Regions from separate parts of the Neogale vison genome. Here region 2 is linked to region 1. A link is a contact called in public Hi-C data. All regions are on one chromosome and are shown on one strand. Each heading gives the region's core, a stretch centred on a gene start, on an enhancer-like site or on the middle of the called end of the contact. The rest is flanking DNA. Distances are from core to core; before and after follow the strand shown. Region 1 holds the start of LRRC8D (volume-regulated anion channel subunit LRRC8D). Region 2 holds the start of ZNF326 (DBIRD complex subunit ZNF326).

Region 1 (5,676 bases), core at 1,168-3,667:
AAAAAAAAAAGAATGATCTTTCATTATTTGTCCTTGGTAGAGCTCTTGCCAATTTTACTTTTAAAAATGTTTTTATTATTTTTCTTGTTATCAAAGTAATATGTGCCCAACATGAAAACAATGCAAATACACAGAACCTTGTAACAGAAAGTGGATGGGTGTAGTGATACCACATCCAGGGACAACCATTGTTAACTACTTTTTATATGTACTTCCAGGTTTCCTCTAAGCATGTGTTTTATAACATGTATGTTTGAGACAAAAAATGCAAATAAAAATGGGATCCTGCTACCTATATTGTTCTGCAGTTTGCTTTTTTCACTTACAGATTTTGGACACTCTTCCATGTACAAGTAGATTTATGTTACTTTTATTGGTGGCTACATACAGTTTCCTCTTATAAATCTAGCAGAGCTTGCTTAAATAGTTTCCACTGGGATTCCGTTACTAGATTTACACACTATTACGTGTTTTTGTTATTACAAACAATGCTACAACAAACATGCCTATACATACATTTTTATATATAGCTGTAAATATTTCTGAACTACATCATTTTTGCATATATAAGCCTAAAGTATAAATTCCCAGATGTGGAATTACCTGGTCAAAAATCGCACACATACTTATTTTTTCCAAAATTGCCAAACTGTCCTCCGAAGGGATTTGCCCAATTTATACTCATGCGTATATCATGTGTGAATAGCTGTTTGTCCACATTTGACTGTTTTCTGAGTATTACTTTTTTTCTCAATTTATACCAATCTTGAAATCATGTTTCTCTCAGATCTAGAATCATGGGTTAAAGCCCAGGAAGATCAAAACATGGAACAAAGTGTTTTTACAAACAGCAAAACATTCCAAATTAGTTATAATAATGGGGTGTTTTCAATCAAAATATTACACCACTAGATGTTAACAGTTTTAAAACTGCTCTAACCTCCCAGATGAGCAAATCTGGTACTGTAATTAAATCACTTACCACACAGCCCCTGCCCACACACCTCCTTCTTGGCTGGGTGTGTGGAATAGGAGAGGCTGCTGGCATGTGAGGGGCAGGGCAAGGAAAGTGAGAAAGCCAGAGGTCAGAAGGGCTCAAAATCTGGTGTCATGTTGTAACTAGTCTAGAACAGTCCCTTGAGCGTGCTCTGGACCTCTGTTCATACTCTTCCCTGCCAGGACTGCCCTTCTTCACTTTCCATTCCTGACCCACAAAGGCTTACTATGCTAGGGTCCATTCTATCCCCCTCTTCTCTCCCAAGCCCTTCCTGAAACCCTAGAAAACCATTATTTTTAAGGCCTTGCTGTATCCGAACACACATCTTCCTGAGTACCTCCATCGCATTTTGTGTAGCATGTTTACAAAGAACACTCGAACACTGAGTAAATGCTGATCGAACATTCGCTGACAAGGAGGGATCCTGATACAGATGAAACTTCCCATTGTTCACAGAAAAGGGTGGATTCCGACAAAAGGAGATACTGAAGGATTGGCTGGAACCATTTGCTTTGTTATAAACCAACAATTCCAAATATCCCCCGGCCCTATTTCTTTATTCCTGCTTCTCCCCACCCACGAGAAAGACGGGAAATCCATTTCGATCTTAAAACAAAAACAAGAGGGAAAACTATCAGGTTGGAAAACACCTCGTTGCAGAGGACAACCTTTCATCTATCTGCCTGCTTCAGACACAAGACAATTCTGGCAAAAAAGAATGGGGGAAAAAAGAGTAGAGTCGGATTAAAACAAGAACGGACTCTCCAATGTATCTTTAATAGCAGAGACGGAATAAACGAGGCTGGGAAGCTACTTGTGCCAAGATAAAGTTGTGACTGCCCCAGATCCGAGGCAAGTACTTTCTCCTCGGGTTGGAAGCTGCTTAAATGACTTTTACGCAATTTCTCCCCCTACCATTTCATTGCCTTTCACGTTAGGTCTTAATATCAGAGTTTGAGTCAAAAGGATAGACCCAGGAAGGGCGAAGGTTGCCGACCTTGCCCCACTCCTGCCAGGGGACAGCGGCTGCCTGGCACGGCGCCGTATTCAGGTAGGCGCCTGACAGGTAAGTCTTTCGGCGACTAGCGATCTTCCCCGCCCCATGCACCTGCTTGGCGTCTGCAGCCTCTAGCCGCGGGTCCCGGATCCTGGGCCACCCAACCGGCCGCGCAGCCCCCTCCGGTGAGGCCGGCCAGCTGCGGGCGCGGCCGGGCGGCCGGGGGAAAGCGCTCGCTGTCACATGGAGGCCCAGGCCCGCCCCATTGGCTGCGGCCGAGCCAGTCGCGGCGCTCGCTGGCTGCGGTTGGTCCCGGAGCTGCAGCGCCTGCACGGGCCCGGAGTCCATGTTACGCTTTGTCTAATTCCCCCCGTTACAGAGTCATGTGCTGCTGCTCCCGTCGCCGCCGCTGCCGCCGCCCGTGGTGCCCCGGCTCCTCCGCCGCGCTTCGAGGTGGCAGCCGCGGGCGGGGCCTCGGGAGCAGGGTCCAGGGCGCCGCGCGCCTTCGCCGCCCCGGCGCGTCCCGGTGCAGCCGCCGCCCGCCGCTGGTGATGCCGCCACCTCCCGCCTCAGCATAAGCCGTGGCTCGGCGGCCAGGCTGCTCGGGCTGCCCCCCAAGGTTGGTGCGCGCCTCCCCGGGGCCGTGGCCGGGCCGCGCAAGTGGGAGCCGCCCCGGAGGCGAAGCGCGCCCCTTCCCCGGCGCAGGCGTCCTGCCCTGCGGCGGGCGCTGAGGCTGCGGCCGGGAACTCGCAGCGAGGGGCGGGGGCTGGGGACTGGGGGGACGCCGGCGGCGCGCGGGGTAGCGCGGGTCTCCCGTCTGCGACCGCTCCGGCCCGGAAGATTGTGCCGCTCCCGGCAAGCTGGAGCGGCAGGCGCCGCGGACGCCTGGGCCGGCTGCGTTATACCCCGGGAGAGGAGGGTGCGGGCTGCCCCTCTTCGGCTCCCCCTCGCGAGCGCTCCCTCCTCTCGCCCCCGTCCGTGCAGTCGGGAGGGCGGGGAGACCCGGTTTCGGCTCCGCCGATTCCTCCCGGAGGTGGGTGTCTGGTGTCTGGCCTTGCTGGCCCGGAGCCCAGAAGGTGAGCCCTTTAACTTCTCCCGAAACGCCTCCCCCGCGCCTGCTTCCCGCGCCGGGTGGGTTGGGCGGGGAATGAGGGCAGCGCCCCGCCCCCCGCGCCGGAGGGAGGGAGCTGGGGGCCCGCAGGTGCACCCTGCCCGCCGCGGGCCATCTCCGGGTTGGGTACCGGTATAATCCGCTTCTAGCTTGTTTGAAGGCGTGGGCACTTGGGAACTGGACTTCTTGCTCGTATCCTGGCGAGGGGCTTGGGAAGGAGGGTTGGGGGAAGTTGCTTCCTGGAGGGTTGATAGAGGCCTTCCTCTTAATGTCCCCCCTAATTTGGGGTATCCTTTAGGGATAAAGAAATTAGGGTTTTGGCTTTAGGTGGGCTGTTTTTTGTTTTTTGTTTTTGTGTTTCTTAAAAAGCCAGCCGCAGTGAAGAAGAGCTGCTGCAGGTTCGAGGGAGGAGAGGTAGGTCCCTGCTGTAGAGGAAGAGGTGGGGATTTGCGGTCCCAACGGGCACGCAGTTGGGGGGCTGTGTGGCAGAAGGTGTGTGTGGGGGTATGGTTTCAGGAAAGAAAGAAACGCAAAGGTGATAGGGAGCGAGCACTCAAGAGGTAGGCAGAAAGATGGAGAATAGATACTGGGGAGTCTTAGCCAACTGCGGGGCCCAACTTGAGCTTCTTGGACTCATACATGGCTTCCTCTGCTTTGCGGAGTTTCTCCTTTCCTCTTCCTTGAATTTGAAAAATATTTTTTGTTAAGCAGAGAAAGCTCTGAGGACCTATTTTGAAAGAGCTACAGGAGTAAGAAGAGAGATGACTCCTGGGAACTTTCCCTAGCTCTGATAATAAAATTCCACTCCGGCATCGTTTATTGAGCACCTATTTTGTGTTCTCTGCTGGACTTTGGAAGAGTCTGGATAGGCAAGGCATTGCTGTCTGCAGTAATGGTGAGGGCTGTTTATCTCAAAAACAACCAAAGGGCACTTTTAAGTGCCAAGGATGACAGTGATTCAGACCCACCCCCCCTCCCCCAGCTTCTGGGACCTGGTGTTTTTTACTAACCCGTGGGAAGAATCCTGCACCATAACCGGTAAATGAGGTCTTTAGACAACATTTCTTTTTTATTGTCCACAAATACTGACCAAACATCTACCATCAGCTAGGAAAGGGCTAGAGTTGTCGCTTCTCCTGTCTTCCACACCAGTTGACTGAAACCCTGTTAAAATGCCAAAGCGAGAGAGGAAAGATCCTGAGATGAGCTTAAGTAAGGATCCAGCAAAGTCAATTTGGAGTGTTTGATCTCTGTAGGTTAGGAAGGGAGCCTCCAATAAAATGATTAAGTAATCCCTGGAGCTGGGGGGGGAAGGCGGGGAAGGATTCCAAATTATGAATTGGCATTGGTTTACTTTTGTATTTGAATATTTGATCTTAGATTTGTCTCGTTTTTATTGAGGGTGTGCGTGTGTGTACTTCGTTGATTAAAACTTAACACATTAGCAGGTGGAGAGGAGACTGTCCTTAGATGACCCGGTCCCCCAGTCTCTTCTGTTAGTGGATGATGCAATGAACAGGGGAAGTATGGAGCCATCTTCGAATCTTTTCCTCCTTGCCGAGGTTTACAGAATTTTTAAAAACTTGGTCAAAACTTGGCCTTTTCCCCTTAACATTTATATTGTGCTGAGCTTTTTTGATTAATTTCACAATATTTTGATGTGTTTGTCCTGTCCCAGTAGCTGAATTGTTTTGATAGCTCTATGATGGAAGTTAGACTTGGTTCAATCCCAGCTGTGTAGGTAGATTGGCACTGTGTATGAAAAAGTCAAACTTTTGTTCAGACTGTGTACTCATGATCACAGATGTTCTTGAAATGGTAGATGGTAAGGGATTTCATGTATTTTCCATGTGTAATTGGAGCTGATGTTTGCCATTCTAAGAAATACCAATCGGTACTTATTGAGCGCCAGCAGCAAACAGAGAAACAGAGTGGGTGCTACGGTTCCTTAACAAGGAAGGAAAGGATTCATGTACAAATAGAGGGCCAGTAAGACAGGTACGGGTGAGGACACCACCAGAAGCAAAGGATTATTTTTTTCTAAATGTCAAGGAATAGTGGAATGGAAAGGGTTTTTTGGAGCCAGAACAAAGTGTTGTGTGCTTTGGGGAAAGGGGAAGGAGCATGTATTAAGGGGAAGCAATGAGCTTTGTCCCAAGTCACAGATAGTAAATAGGTTTGCCTGGCTAGAGCAGAGAACATGACTGATGACGGTGGGGAGAATCTAGTTAGTGGAAAACTTGAACCACAGGTCAGTGGTGTTAATCATTTGCCTCAAAAAGAGTAGTTTTCAACAAGGGGTGATTTTGCCTCCCAGCAAACATTTGGCAATGTCTGGAGACATTGTTTGTTTGTTTTTTGGGGGGTTTTTGTTTTTGTTTTTGGGTTGGGGTCCTAGCTGGGAGACAGGTGCTACTGACATCTAATGGATAGTAGCTGAACATCCCTTCTGCCATGCCCAGGACGTCGCCCACTCCAAAGAATTATCCTGGCAAAAAGTCAGTAGTGCCAGGGTTGAGAAACCATGCTCTAACACTAACCAGAAAGGTTACCGTGAAGTGAAGTTACATC
Region 2 (5,676 bases), core at 2,127-4,626, 180 kb after region 1:
ATTGAACCTTGAAGAATGGCAGAGGAGGAGAGGGACCACAATAGAAGTGGAGAGAACAAGGTGAGCAGGGGCTTGTGAAAATGCATGGCTTGTCTGGAGAGCAGCAGATGGTTCCATGTTGCTGGAGCAGAAGGTGTGTGGGTGGGGGCTTAGGAGAGGAGGAACAGAGGCCCCTGTATCCTCAGGGGGTCCGCTTACCCAGTTCTCCGGTTCTAGGGAAGGAGGTGGTGGGGCTTCTCTGACAGCTCCCTCAGGATCAGGTCTTAGGGGTAGCTCCCCATTGCCTCCTTCTCCCTGCAGGCTTCTCTTGACCTCACACCACATATCCTTTTAACCTCTGCACTTAAAACAAAACAAAACAAAACATAGCCTCTTTTCTTTTCCAATAGGCTTTGCTGGTCTGGTTTTGACTAACTTGCCAGCTATTGCGAAATGAATGGAAGATGTAAGGGCCTAAGACTTTGTGCAAAACACTGGCCCCTCAGGATAAAAATCTAAGCCTAAGCAAGTGGGAACAGGCCCAGGAGCCTGGATAGTTTCTGGGGAATAAGAAGGAGATAACAACGAAGGGAGAAAATGATGTTTGGCACATGGTTGGTGCTCAATCAATATTTGTTCGATGCAGAAATTAAGGGATGACTTGATGGACTGTCAGGTATTGCAAGGTGTCTCAGGTCTTGTGGGATAACTAAGGTATTGCCACCTCTGTCAGAAACTTCCTATTTGGGAAAGAGGAAGGATGGGGAGAAGATATCTGTGTATTCTGGCTCTCCAAGTATTTGTTCTGAAGCCAGATTTCTTCTGGAGTGAGGAGTTCCTTGACCAGCAGTTTTCTCTTTCAGAAAAGAAAGAAGTGTGTGTGTGTGTGTGTGTGCATGCGCGCATGCACGCACATGGAAATAATACACAAATACAAACAGTGACCCAATTATTTATTCCTTACACTCATGACAAGACCTGAATACCACAGGTTAGAAACCATCCCTTTGCCATGATGCCAAAAAAAAAAAAAAAAGTAAAAAACGTCAAGAGTGCTCACTTGGACTTGATAAACATATGTGCTCAGCACTTAGGATACAAAGATGACTTGGTTCTAAGCTCAAGGGGCTTTTAATGTGGATAGACATAAAGCCAAACAGAGTATTTAATGCAAGGGAGATAGTGTTCTATCAGCGCTTAGCTCAGGGCCTTGCTACTGCGAGTATGGTTGGACCAGCAGCAGCAGCAGCAGCAGCAGCAGCAGCATCTCCTGGGAAACCTGTGAGAAATGCAGACTCTTACTCTTTGGTTCCAACCCAGACTGACTGAATGTGAATCTGAGTTTTAATGAGATTGTTAGGTGAGTCATTTAAGTACTGGCCTAGTGTGTGGGGATGGGATGTGGGAGCATTTCTTAGAGGAAGTAAATTCTAAGCTATGTTTTGAGAATGAGTAGGATTCACTGGGTGGTATAACAAGCAGCTAGAAAAGCGTAAGTAAAAGTTTAGGGGCATGAAGAAGCGTAGGGATGTTTGGGGACTTAAAATTGCTCACCAAAAAGGAAACAGTATGGGAGAGGAGGAGGGAGAAATGGAGGAAGATGGCAGCTTAGGCAGTGGCCAGATCCTGCTGCACGTGCTCTAGGTTTCAGAGCTTGTCCTTGGCCTAATCCATAATAAAGACCCATGATGATGACATGTTCAGATTTGTGTTTAGAACACTGCAGCCCTGAGAAGCCTGAGAAGGTTAAGGCCAATGGGCAGAAAAATGATTTAGGAAGCTACAGCAATAGTGTGAGAGGGAGAGAATCAGAGTTGTGCAGGTACTGTAGGTAGTGCTGTGGAAATGGAGAGAAGGGAACAGGTTTAAGAAATTTTAAGAGGTAATAAGCAGATGAAAGACTTCAGTGTGGATGGGGGAGGGAGGATGGGAGAAGCCTGTGTCTTGATGAGATGAATCGTGCTGGCTTCCGGCTAGGATTAGTGGGTGGTTGTTCAGGACACCACTAAAAGAGATGAAAGAATAGAGGAGGATGAACAGGTTTGAGAAGGAAAATTATGAGTTCAGTTTTCAACATGTTCAGCTCAGGTGAATAGAAAACATGTATAGGAGGGAGAAAAAAATAAAAAAAGAAGAGAATAAGGGTGGAGAACTGTGTGAATCAATCTGGGTGGAGAAGGAAAGTGGTGAGGAAGAAACAATGCCCTGTGAAGATCTGGGGCTACAGTAATGCACATACTGTATCTGCAATTTTGTTTTCCAGTCTTATTTCCACAGGCTGCTGTTATGGAACTTGGTTCCAGCAACTGATTGGACTAAAGAAGAGAAAATGGTTTTGATTCATGGTTTCCCATCTTGTGATCAACCCATTGTTGACACTATTTGCTCTACTACAAAAGAAAAAAAAAAAAAAAAGGAAAGAAAGAAAGAAAAGAAAAGAAAGGGGCGCCAGGGTGGTTGGGTCGTTTGGCATCCGCCTGGGATAGAGCCTGCATCCGACTCCATCTTCAATGGGAGATCTGCTTCTCCCTCTCTCACTCCCGAGCTTGTGTTCCCCCTCCAGCTGCCTCTCTGTCAAATAAATAAATAAAATCTTAAAAAAAAAAAAAAGAAAAAGAAAGAAAGAAAAAGAAAGAAAGAAAGAAAAAAATAACCTGGAGTTAAGCTGCTGCATAATCAGAACGAACATTTTTTTTTTCCATATTGCCCTGTGGGGTGAATAATTTTGCCCACTTCCCCAACACTACTTCCAAAGTGGCAGTAACACGATATCAATATGTGTGAGGGTTTGTGCATGGTCATTCTTCAAGCTCTTGGCGACTTCTGTCACAAATCTTCCTGTCTTTGAAATTTTACAGCCCCTTTTTATTTTGCACCTTAAAATTCAGAAACTGGTAATAACTTGTCTTGGATCATTCCCGTATAATTATTTCCTATTCAGCAGTCTGTTCTCCTCGGCTCACACAGTTGTCAAAATCGTCCGGGACTTATGCCTCTCCACAGCAAAAAACCCGTTAAGTACTTTAACATTTTCTGCACAGTCGTCACCAGCCAATAAAAAGCAAAAGGTCGGCACGTGGTTTATTAGTTTGGGCAGGAGGAAGGTACTCCGATCCAATCCTTTCGCTCTTGCCAGGATCAAACATGGCGGGCCGCCGCCAGAATTTCCCGAACACCCAGTTCTCTTTCCCGTGACCCCACTCAGTCTTCCGCGCTCCTCTTTCCACCTTCCTTCCTCCTCCGACGCTCGGAGAGGGTCAGCACCCTGGAGCGTGACAGCCGACCTGCTTCCCGCCCCCACTCGAGAGTCCGCCCACCAGCCCGCGCCAACCAATCGCAGGCCGCGCTGCTGCCGCTGGCAGCGCCGGCCGGCCCCGCCCCTCCGCCTCACTGTGGCCTGCGGCTCCCGGGCCGGTAGCGCCGCTTTCGGTCGCGCGGACTGGTCGTGTGGAACCGCGGGTCCCGGGTGTTCGCCGCCTGCCACAGTTCTGCCTAGCGCCGCCGAGCCGGTGAGCCCCGAGCCTCCGCCATGGACTTCGAGGACGGTAAGCAGAGCTTCTGGCTGGTCGCCGCGGCGGGCGGGAGGCGGGGTGGCCGCCCCGGGGGTCTGTTTACGGTCTCAAGATGGCCGTGTGGGCTTTGTTCTGCGGGCCCGGAGGCCGCCCGCCCGCCGCGGGCCCAGTGCCCGGAATCGGCCTGTGTGGGGACCCGCGCGCCCTGTCTCGCCGGCCCGGCGCCCACTGCCGCCGGAGACCTGGGAGTTCCGTGCCGGCCTCGGTGCGGGGAAGGGCGCGCCCAAAGCGCCACGGCCTCCGGAGTGGGGCCCGGACTCGCGTCCCGGACTGGCCCCGGCCGCGGTGCGTGGAAATTGCCCCGGCGCCTCCAGTTCCTCGGTGTCGGGCAGAGAGGAGAGTGGGGCCTCCCCCGCCTCGTCTCGCGTGCGCCCCACGGGGCGGCGACCCAGCTCGTCCGTTTCGTAAATCCTCTACCCGGTGGCTTCTTAGCAATTTTCAGAGGCCCGATCACAGTGAGGTTTCTTGGCTTCGTTTAAGCTGAGTTTAAAGGGCGTCTGTACGTGACAAGTACAGGTAGATCTCTGTACAGAATGGAAATAGGCTGTTTGTTACCCGTTGGCAAGCTAGGATGTTTATCCACCAGAATTATCTGGTCGTTAATCCCTAATCTGAAATACTTCTGTGAACCAAAGCATTTTTCTTCTGGATTGTGTATGGATGGGACTTAAGTTAGTCAGAATTCTGGCACAGCATCCCATGCCCTTCAAATTCGGTTCTGTGCCCAGCCGCCTGGGTTAGACTTACCGTTTAAATCAGCTGTAATTCAGCAATGCCTTTCAGTCGTCTCTCACGCTGGTTCTGTAAACCATTTTCACGGGCTCACAAAGTAAAATTAATTTGGTCTTCATCTTGTCTTCGGAACTTGCCTAACTTTTATAGGAATCGGCGTCAGAATGCGTCCCTCATGACAGCATTAGGGAAGGGGAAGAAGGGTTTGAATGGTTAAACTGGACTTAATCCTGAGTAGCCAGACATTTCTAATAAAACAGATCGACTAACTAGTTGTAAGTCACATACCCAGCCAAAACCCAATCTTCTTTAAGAACATTGTAGTTAGTGTGATCTCAGCATGTGAGTCTGACCAGATGATCTTTTGATCTTTGATTTGATTTCATGCCACAAAGAATTAAAGCGGCCAAATCTAAGTATGTGAAAGGATACTAGAATAACCCTTTTCTGAATCCTTTTAAATTACTTTCAAATAGGAAGTTCAGCTCTTAAGAGTAGCACACTGATGTTTTTGTTTGTTTTGGTTGGACTGAGTGATTTTGATATAGATACCTTTAAACTATGAATATTTGAGTGCCAAAGCTAGGAATGAAACTTAAAAAAAAAATACATGATTGTGTTTTCACACCCGAGGTACAGCAGCAGCCCCTAGTTGGGGGGAGGGAACAATGGGAGTGGTGTCTCCCCGCCCTCACCCCACCCCACCCCCACCCCCACCCCCGCTGGAGAATCCATTTTCTGTAGAGAATTAAAAAACAATAAAACTTAGTATGTTTGCTTTTATTGTCACCATGTGCCTACAATTCCAAACAGTGTCAGTAATAAAATTATAAACAGTGTCAGTGAGAAAATAAATACTCCCCCTCTCTCTTGCTTCCTCTTCGCCTATGCTGCTATATTTGGGAGTGGAATTTGACTAACAGTATATCTGAATCTAATCCTATGTAGTGTAGCTAGATTCTGTTGTATCCAAGTGATCACTATATTAATTTCCTTTCTTTTAGTATTTATTGGTAAAATTAATTAAAGAATTTAATGATTATCAAGTCAGTTTTGACGGAAATTGCCAATATGGTTTTTGGTGATGCCACATCCTGGATAGATAGGCACAGATGTACATATGTGCATATGCATTCTGCAATAAGATCTTGAAAACCTTAGAGAGCAAATAGGTAAAAGAACTATATTAACTTTGAAAAAATTATGTTACATAGAATCAATTCTCAGGTGGCCCTTTTTGCAATGGTTGATACATAATTTAATTTATCTGGCTTCCCTTTGTTACCCTGTATATATCAGTACTGGATTCCTCTTTTGGCAGTTATTATATATTAGGTTTTATAAGCTAATTTTTACATTATTGTAATTTGGATGATAAACCTGCCTCTTGGGG

What was found. Hi-C and Micro-C count contacts between places; a contact is called where the count stands out from the background.
Region 2: a contact with region 1 is called in a Hi-C map of muscle, with 5 times the contacts expected there. The contact joins the promoter of ZNF326 here to the promoter of LRRC8D in region 1. A contact is called at or near these places in 2 of 3 Hi-C or Micro-C datasets (fibroblasts and muscle).

Annotation. Positions count from the first base shown.
Region 1 is chr2:76,455,224-76,460,899 of ASM_NN_V1, forward strand. It overlaps LRRC8D (volume-regulated anion channel subunit LRRC8D), which reads left to right and starts at 2,418. Exons shown (of 3, transcript XM_044238651.1): 1 at 2,418-2,613.
Region 2 is chr2:76,636,946-76,642,621 of ASM_NN_V1, forward strand. It overlaps ZNF326 (DBIRD complex subunit ZNF326), which reads left to right and starts at 3,377. Exons shown (of 12, transcript XM_044238655.1): 1 at 3,377-3,524. The coding sequence starts at 3,509. It also overlaps the pseudogene LOC122899144.